Regions from separate parts of the Mus musculus genome. Here region 2 is linked to region 1. Evidence: chromatin contacts called from public HiChIP or PLAC-seq data. All regions are on one chromosome and are shown on one strand. The core of a region is the stretch at or near the end of the contact, and the rest is flanking DNA. Distances in the headings are between cores, read along the strand shown.

Evidence for each region. HiChIP or PLAC-seq counts read pairs in DNA pulled down with a chosen protein or histone mark.
Region 2: a contact with region 1 is called in an H3K4me3 HiChIP or PLAC-seq map of craniofacial prominence, with 4 times the contacts expected there. The contact joins the enhancer-like site here to the promoter of Dhcr7 in region 1. A contact is called at or near these places in 2 of 39 promoter capture datasets (embryonic stem cells and neural stem cells), 19 of 484 Hi-C or Micro-C datasets (the AML12 cell line, CD8 T cells, the HL-1 cell line and 13 more) and 12 of 115 datasets of contacts at active chromatin or transcription factors (the SCID.adh cell line, craniofacial prominence, embryonic limb bud and 5 more).

What each region holds. Positions count from the first base shown.
Region 1 is chr7:143,821,420-143,825,598 of GRCm38.p6, forward strand. Dhcr7 (7-dehydrocholesterol reductase) reads left to right here and starts at 1,748. Exons shown (of 9, transcript NM_007856.2): 1 at 1,748-2,121. Nadsyn1 (NAD synthetase 1) reads right to left here and starts at 1,433. Exons shown (of 21, transcript NM_030221.2): 1 at 1,240-1,433. The coding sequence starts at 1,324.
Region 2 is chr7:144,050,246-144,054,424 of GRCm38.p6, forward strand. It overlaps a transcript of Shank2 not described here. Among named protein-coding and RNA genes, the nearest start is that of Mir3105, 43 kb to the left of the region's middle. Within about 2 kb of position 1,971, at least 26 of the 459 cell types and tissues checked have an H3K27ac peak or open chromatin away from gene starts, as enhancers often do. A contact at or near this core is called in liver, olfactory sensory neurons and trophoblast stem cells, where this site is marked.

The DNA.
Region 1 (4,179 bases), core at 498-2,997:
TGACCTTAGTACTAGGAGGGTAAGCCACACCTTAATGGATAATCATTAAGCAGACACCCAAATTGGCTATAAGGAAAAGCTGTAGACAGGATGTGAAGGCTTCCATCCCTAGGTTGGTGTCAGCATCCAGCACCCAGGTTGAGAGCTGCTGCCAACATGCAGGCAAGGCAGCCCATCTTCACCGCAAAGACATAGACTCTGACCACAAAATCAGGTCAAAAATTACTTTAAAAAATAAAAACGCCTGGGCTAGCCAGATGTCTCCGTAGGTAAAGTCACTCGTTGGTAAGCCTGACAAGTCTGAGTTCACTTAGACCAGTGGTTCTCAACCATCCTAATACCATGGCCCTTCAATACAGCTCCTCATGTTGTGGTGACCGTCTGCCCCCTCCCCCAACTAATTTTGCTGTTATAAACCATAATGTAAATATCTGAGAGGCTCGATATCTGATATTTGACCCTTGCCCAAGAGTCATTTGGCCCTCACAGGGGTTGTGGCTCACAGGTTGAGAACTGCTCACTCAGACCCACAAGGTGGAAGAGGACAGCTGACTCCTGCAGGTTGTCCTCTGACCTCCACATGCACATTATGGCGTGCATATGTACATGAAATAAATAATACATTTGGGTTTTTCTTGTTGTTTTGCTTGTTTCTTGTTTTTCCTATTTAGCCTTCCTGCAGAGGCTTCCAGCACGGATAACCTGAGGTGAGCAGTCTGCAGCTGGGCACAGAGTATCCCCAGTTCTATCTTCTGGGGGCAATGATGAGCTGACCTGAATGTCAACAATACAGGTATATGGAACGCCAACACCCTTCTCTGACCTGAGACCTCTTCTGGCTTCAGTATGCCTTCTCCCAATGCCAATCCATGAGGAATGTCCTCAGGAGCCCTAGAACACGGATCTCTAGTCTTTGCAAACGCCTAGATCTCAATGAAACAGTTCCAAGAATGCGCAGCCCTGCCCCAGGTAACCTTAGAGAGACCCACCAGATCCTAGAGGATGGATGAGGGCAGTGTCTGCCTGGCTGGCAGGGCACTCCTATTTCCACTCTTGCCTTGCTTCCTCACATGTCCCCCAAATTAGGAAGTCGCCCTGAAAGCTCACCAAGCATTACCCTTCTATCTGTTCCCACGCCCAGCGCTGTGAGTCTCTCCTGGGCAAAGCTGGCCTGGACTGCCATGTCCTACCCATTGTGGACTTTGACTTCTTCCTGTCTCCCGCCACCCCAAAACTCACTCTTTAAAATCCTCTGGAAATTGCCCTCAAAGTCCAGGGCCCACTGATTGAGTGCACAGGTGGCCACGGTCACTTTCCGGCCCATGCTGGTTACAGGTTCCAGGCTGGGACGGTGTAATAACGGAGACCACAGGGAAGATACTAGCCGGACTGTCCGGTCTACGCCTGCGTAGCTTGGTTTCCTAGAGGCCCCTCCCCACGGCTCGCCATAGCCCCGCCCCTCTGCCGTCATAGCCCAGCTTCTGCACCGCCTCCAGAACTGCGCCGGCGCAGACCGTGTCTTACCCGGAAGCCCCGTCCTTTCGCCCTCCACAGCCACACCCCTTCTCACTTTCGCAGTGCGCGCCCTTCCGTGAGACCCCGCCCCCGCGGAGATCCTGCACAAAGCGCACCCTTTAAAGTAGGGCCCTAAGGAGCGCCTGCGCAGTAAGGTTGTCTCAGCGTCCCGCTGTTGCCCAAGGTCAGAGCGTCCTGGATCATTTCCTTTGCCATCTGAGCGACTTTTGATAGGTCATGAAAGGCTTGTTTTCTGCCACCAAAAGTAATGTCAGGTTTGCTTTCTGTCGCTGTGATGAACACGTGGCAAAAAGCAGCTGGGGAGGAAAAGGGCTCACTTCACCTTATAGCTCATAGTCTGTAATGAAGGGAAGTTGAGGCAGGAACTGAAGCAGAGACCAAAGAGGACTTCTGCCCACTGGCTTGCTTGAAGGCTTACTCAGCCTGTTTTTTTTTTTTTTTTGCACCACTGAGGACCACCAGCCAGGGGTAGCGCCACCCACAGTGGGCCAAGGCCGTCACATCAATCATCGGTTATGAAAATGCTCCACAGACAAGCACAGGCCAGTCTGATGGAAGGGATCTCTCAAAGTTTCCACTTCGCAGGTGTGTTCAGTTAATTTGTGTCAATTTTGTCAGTAGGAGCTCACAGAGAGCTCACAGAGGGAATGGGTGTGTCCTGCTTCTTTGGCTCACAGCAGTCTGGATTCCCTGTGCATCAACCTGAGCCCTTTCTCATTCCTGTCCCTTTTGCGTTTGGGTAACACCAATCAAAGTAGATACAACTTTTTTTTTCCATTTTTTATTAGGTATTTAGCTCATTTACATTTCCAATGCTATACCAAAAGTCCCCCATACCCACCCACCCCCAATCCCCTACCCACCCACTCCCCCTTTTTGGCCCTGGCGTTCCCCTGTACTGGGGCATATAAAGCTTGCGTGTCCAATGGGCCTCTCTTTCCAGTGATGGCCGACTAGGCCATCTTTTGATACATATGCAGCTAGAGTCAAGAGCTCCGGGGTACTGGTTAGTTCATAATGTTGTTCCGCCTATAGGGTTGCAGATCCCTTTAGCTCCTTGGCTACTTTCTCTAGCTCCTCCATTGGGAGCCCTGTGATCCATCCATTAGCTGACTGTGAGCATCCACTTCTGTGTTTGCTAGGCCCCGGCATAGTCTCACAAGAGACAGCTACATCTGGGTCCTTTCGATAAAATCTTGCTAGTGTATTGTAGTGGCTATTCCTGGTTGTCAACTTGACAATATTTGGAATGAACTACAATTCGGAATTGGAAGGCTCACCAGTGACCCTTATCTGGAGGCTTGGAGATCCTTATCTGGATCTTGGTTTGAAGATCTTGAGCCATAGTGGCTATGGATTCCAGAAGATTTAATCTCCGAGTTAAGGAACACACCTTTAATCTGGGCTATGCCTTTCATTTGGGATTAAAGGTGTGGTGGAACACACCTTTAATCTGGGCTACACCTTTTGCTGGAGACAATATAAGGACATTGGAAGAAGGGAGTCTAGCTCTTGCTCTTGCTCCTTTGCCTGCTTGCTGCGTGAGACTGAGTAACTGCTAGATCCTTGGACTTCCATTCACAGCTGCGACTGAACAATTGTTGGGAATTCGGCTGCCGACTGTAAGTCATCAATAAATTCCTTTACTATTTAGAGATTATCCATAAGTTCTGTGACTCTAGAGAACCCTGACTAATACATGTATGCAATGGTGTCAGCCACTATGTTCATAGCAGCCTTATTTATAATAGCCAGAAGCTGGAAAGAACCCAGATGCCCCTCAACAGAGGAATGGATACAGAAAATGTGGTACATCTACACAATGGAGTACTACTCAGCTATTAAAAAGAATGAATTTATGAAATTTCTAGCCAAATGGATGGACCTGGAGGGCATCATCCTGAGTGAGGTAACACATTCACAAAGGAACTCACACAATATGTACTCACTGATAAGTGGATATTAGCCCAAAACCTAGGATACCCAAGATATAAGATACAATTTCCTAAACACATGAAACTCAAGAAAAATGAAGACTGAAGTGTGGACACTATGCCCCTCCTTAGAAGTGGGAACAAAACACCCTTGGAAGGAGTTACAGAGACAAAGTTTGGAGCTGAGATGAAAGGATGGTCCATGTAGAGACTTCCATATCTAGATACAACTTCTTTAGGTCTAGTTCCTCCTCAGCCATTTTTCCTCAGGCCCAGGGATTCAGGCCTCACTTCCTCCCTCAGAGGAAAGCCAATCTAGACCCTTCAGGCTGCGTCAAGAATGAAGTTCTTAGAATGTGTCTTGATAGATGGGCTACAGCGTCTGCTAGACACCTGTAAAAAGAAGGGCCAGCGTGTGAGTGACACAGCTCTGAGGGGAAAGTTTTCCCCAGTGTAAGTACTGCAGCTCTGTGGGAGTTTTCCTGGCAGTAGGAAGCCAAGGAATACTACAATTCACAGTGCATAGCAAATTTCACACAAGAAATTTATTAGGAAAGACACAAGAGGGTGGCTGCCTCTGCTCAGCCTAAAGGCAGCAGAAACCTGAGTGGGAGGCAGGCTTTATGTAGAGTTTCTTGGGGAAGGTGTATTTTTCAGGGTGGAGATTTCCAGGGTGAGGGATTGGTGGGATTTAAAGTCTTAAGCTTGG
Region 2 (4,179 bases), core at 721-3,220, 230 kb after region 1:
TGTTATGTCAAGATCACAGAGAGTTCTCACCTAGCCCCGGGTGGATGGAGGAGGGGGGGCATGTGTCTCCTCCCTAGAAGGAACAACTGATCCCACCAGGTCTTGTAACCCAGAAAGGTCAGAGGGTCACCCTGAACTCAGCCAATGACATCCGAGAGGGGCCAACAGGAGCGTTCATTCATGTGTAGGTGTCAGCTTCCCTGGCTGGGGTTGTAGCCGCTGGACTGGTGTTCAGGGTGGACAGCAGCTGAGCCATTCTGCAGCCATGAGAACCTACTGGTGCTCAGGAACAGGATCCGGCTCTACCCTTAGGCACACACAGAATCCCTTGTGAAGCACTAATTCCAGCCTCTTTCAGCAATCCCTTGGCTCTTCTGAGCTGTCTCCACAGCAGGGAAGCACATCCCTGCACTCCTGCTATGGCTGAGCACTAGAAACTAATTTTAAGCCAAGACAAATGAAAAGTCTTAGTTAGACATGAGCTTGGTCGGGCTTTGGCTTCCAAGGGAGTGCCATAGAAGTCTCCTGGGAACACAACTGAGTGTCGCTATTCCAGTTCTCAGAGGCAGGGATGCATCTTTAGGAGTGTGGGCGATGGAGGCTCTGCTGATGCTGTTTAACCTTTTAAGAAATTACCTCTTGCAGTAATTGGCTTGATGTTCCCCAACCCTGCTCAAATAGTTTCTCGTGATTGCCACCCCTCACCCTTCAAGTACAGGTTGGGTTTTGGTTTTTGCATTTTGACATAGGTGTACGTGGTGTGAATATACATATGCATGTTTGGCTACATGATGTCCACAGTGGATGTCTAGAATCATCCTTCACTATTCTTTCACCTGTTTGCTGAGGCAGGATTTTAAGGCTCTATCAGTCAAACCCAGAGCTTGCCTTTACATCTGGTGCCATCAGCCAGCTCTGCTGGATGCACTGTCCCTGCTTTCTAAGGCTGGAATTACAGATGCACGCCACACCCACCTGGCATTTGTAAGAGCTCTAAGGATTTGAATTCCAATTCTCACACTTGCACACAAGCGCTTTTAACCGTAGAGCTTTGTCACTAGCTGTTTAGTGCATACGGTTCAGAGACAGTGCTAGTGATATGAAGGCTCTAGTCTCTCAGGTTTCCCATGGTGAACTCCTGGGGCAAGGTGTCAGAGTTGCCAGAGAGCAAGCCGTGGACACCTCAAGTGGCACTGTCCCACAGTCAGCTGCTGCACCAGGGGTTCCATGTAGTGGATTGAGAATCATTCACAAGACTCATTTTCTATCTTCGTCAGGAAAGAGAGTGACTTTTACACAGGGGTACACCGGATCTATTAGTTGTTACAACCAAATAGGAAATCATGCAGTATATCCAACCATGTGTCCCAGGGCAGCTGTAAATGCCTCAAACAAGAGAGATTTCTTTTTCTAACTCAATCACATAGTTCTCAAACATGAACTTTGTAGATGGCAATGTTGTACTCCAATATGAAATGCACTTGAGAGGACTTTTTAAAAACATGTCGTCATTGCGTGTGAGGAACCTGAGTGTCTGTAAGTCTGAAGGTTCAGAGGGGGTTCTGTAACCCCTAGGATGTCTTAGGGACAGCTGTATTTAACTATGACTCCCAGTGTACGCCCCCACCACAGTGCACTTGTGCACTCTGGTGTGCACATATAAGCATATGAGAATCTTGGTTTCTGTCCCTAGGCTGGCTGGTCAGGAAGTCTCAGGGATTAGCCTGTCTCTCCCTCCCTAAGGCTGAGGGTTCTGGGGCTCAAGCTCACGTCCCATGGTCCCATGGTTAGAGGGCAGGCACTTCATTGATTTCCAGCCTGGACTGAGTTCTTTTGCTTTCCCCAGCCTTTTTGTTTGAGAGACAGAGGCAAACTTTACTTTGTAGTTAGTAAGCCATATCTCTTGGCTTCTCTGTTCTCAACACGTAGCAGTGGGGCAGAGGGGACAGGAACAGAAGGAACAGGAATCCTTTGATCCTGTGTCCGGGTTAGTAGCTCTGATGACCTTTGGCATCCTGCCTCTTTTCTCTGTTCTTCCTGCAGAAGTGCATTCGATTTAACCCAGACGCCACCGTGTGGGTGGCCAAGCAACGGATACTGTGCACGCTGAATCAAGGCCTGAAGGATGTACTCAACTATGGGCTCTTTCAGCCCGCCAGCAATGGGCGTGACGGCAAGTTCCTGGATGAGGAAAGGCTCCTGCGGGAATACCCACAGCCCATGGGCCCGGGTGTGCCTTCCTTGGAGGTAACTAGCCGTGTGTGAGTGTGTGAGGGAGGGATGGTGCTGTGCAGCCTGGGTGCCACCGAGGGCATTGTTTTAACCAGGCACCTGTTGGTTTGCGATTAGAAAATTACCCACCCTGCAGGTAAAGTCTGGCTCCTCTGGACCTTCCATGTTAGGCATGTTGTGACAGGTACCCAGTGGTCCTTCTTGGTGGATTTGGGAATTTGGATCAGTGGCATGATTAGTTAAAGACAAAGTGAGAGCTGAGTTTATGGTGGCATATGGATGTGGTCTGGGGCAGGATGCAGGGCTAAAGCATTGTAGTCTAGCAGCAGGCACAGACATCTTCCAATTCCATCCAGAAGCTATAGGCTGAGCTTATAAGATATACACTCCCCAGGCAGTCCCGTCAATCCAGTTCTTCAGGACTGACTTGTTTTGACACTTAAAAATCAAGAAAGTTCCCATCTGAGTCATGGGCATACCTGTAGACTTGTCATCTTGTGTGGGGCAGAGGGAGAAGAGAACAAAGTTGTCTCTTTCAGATATTATGGGATTGGTGATGGTGCTAGAGAGATGGCTCAGTGGTTGAGAGCAACTGTTGCTCTTCCAAAGGACCCAAGTTCATAGTCCAGCATCTAAATACACACACACACACACACACACACACACACACACACACACACACACACGTACACACTCGCACATGCACACACACATATGCACATACATGTATTTATATATACACATATACATAGACACACACATGCACACACATGCATACACATATACACACATATTCATAGACAAAGACACAAACATGCATATATACACGTACATGTACATACACACATATACATAGACACACATACATGCATACACATGTACACACATATATACACATACACACATACATATATATACACACATACATATATATACACACACACATATACACAGAGATTGCTTTGTGGTTTAGAGCCCTTGTTGCTGTTGCAGAGGAACTGGGCTCAATTCCCAGCACTTGGTAGCTTACCACCATCTTTAACTCTAGTTGCAGGGGATCTAATGCCCTCTTCTGGCCTCTATATTTAACAGTCATATATATGGTATACTGATATATAGGCAGGCAAAACACAAGTAGACTCAAAGTAATAAAATGTTTTTTGAGACAGCATTTGTGTATGCTTCAAATATGTGAAGCACCCACAGAAGCTACATCTATGTATGCTATGACATCATCAGATCCTCTGCAAATGGAATTACGGATGGTTGTGAGCCAGCGCATGGGGTACTAGGAACAGAACCAGGGTCCTCTAGAAGAACAGCTCTTGCTCCTAAGCAAAAGCCCTCTCTCCAGTTTCCTAAGTTTAAAAAAAAGTCAAAAAAGGGAAAATAATACAAGGTCAGATTTCAGTTGGGGGACTAGCGTATGCCTCCACCTGGAATGTTCCCTTGTTCCCATGTTCCCGCCCTTTATTCCTGGGAGTGTGACAGTCTCAGGAAAAGATCAGGAAGGAGACACAAAGTGACCTGGGTTCAGGAAGGTCATTCTACTCTGGGGCCTTTGGGTGTTGTCTTTATGAGACAGATAAGGAAACTGAGACTGAGGTGGGAGAGTGACCAGTTCAGAGTCAATCAACAAATAGAAGACCTCAGGTTTCCTCTCAAAATCTCCATCATACACCTGCCCTTAGTGTTCTTCGAGAACCTTTTGCAGTGCCTCTAACAGTCAGCTACACAAAGGCCTGGGTGTCTGGGAGGAGAGGGGTGTGTGGTAAAGCTGACCACTGGGTCACCGCTTGCCCGGGAGTGTTGCCATTAACGCCAAGTCCATTCCCCCACTCTGCAATGAAATTTCCAGTCCCAAGTAAGCAGCACTGTCCTGAGGGGCCAGCGGGGACTTGAGTCCTGGGCAGGGGGATGAAGAGATGAAGAGATGGCTCATGCAGC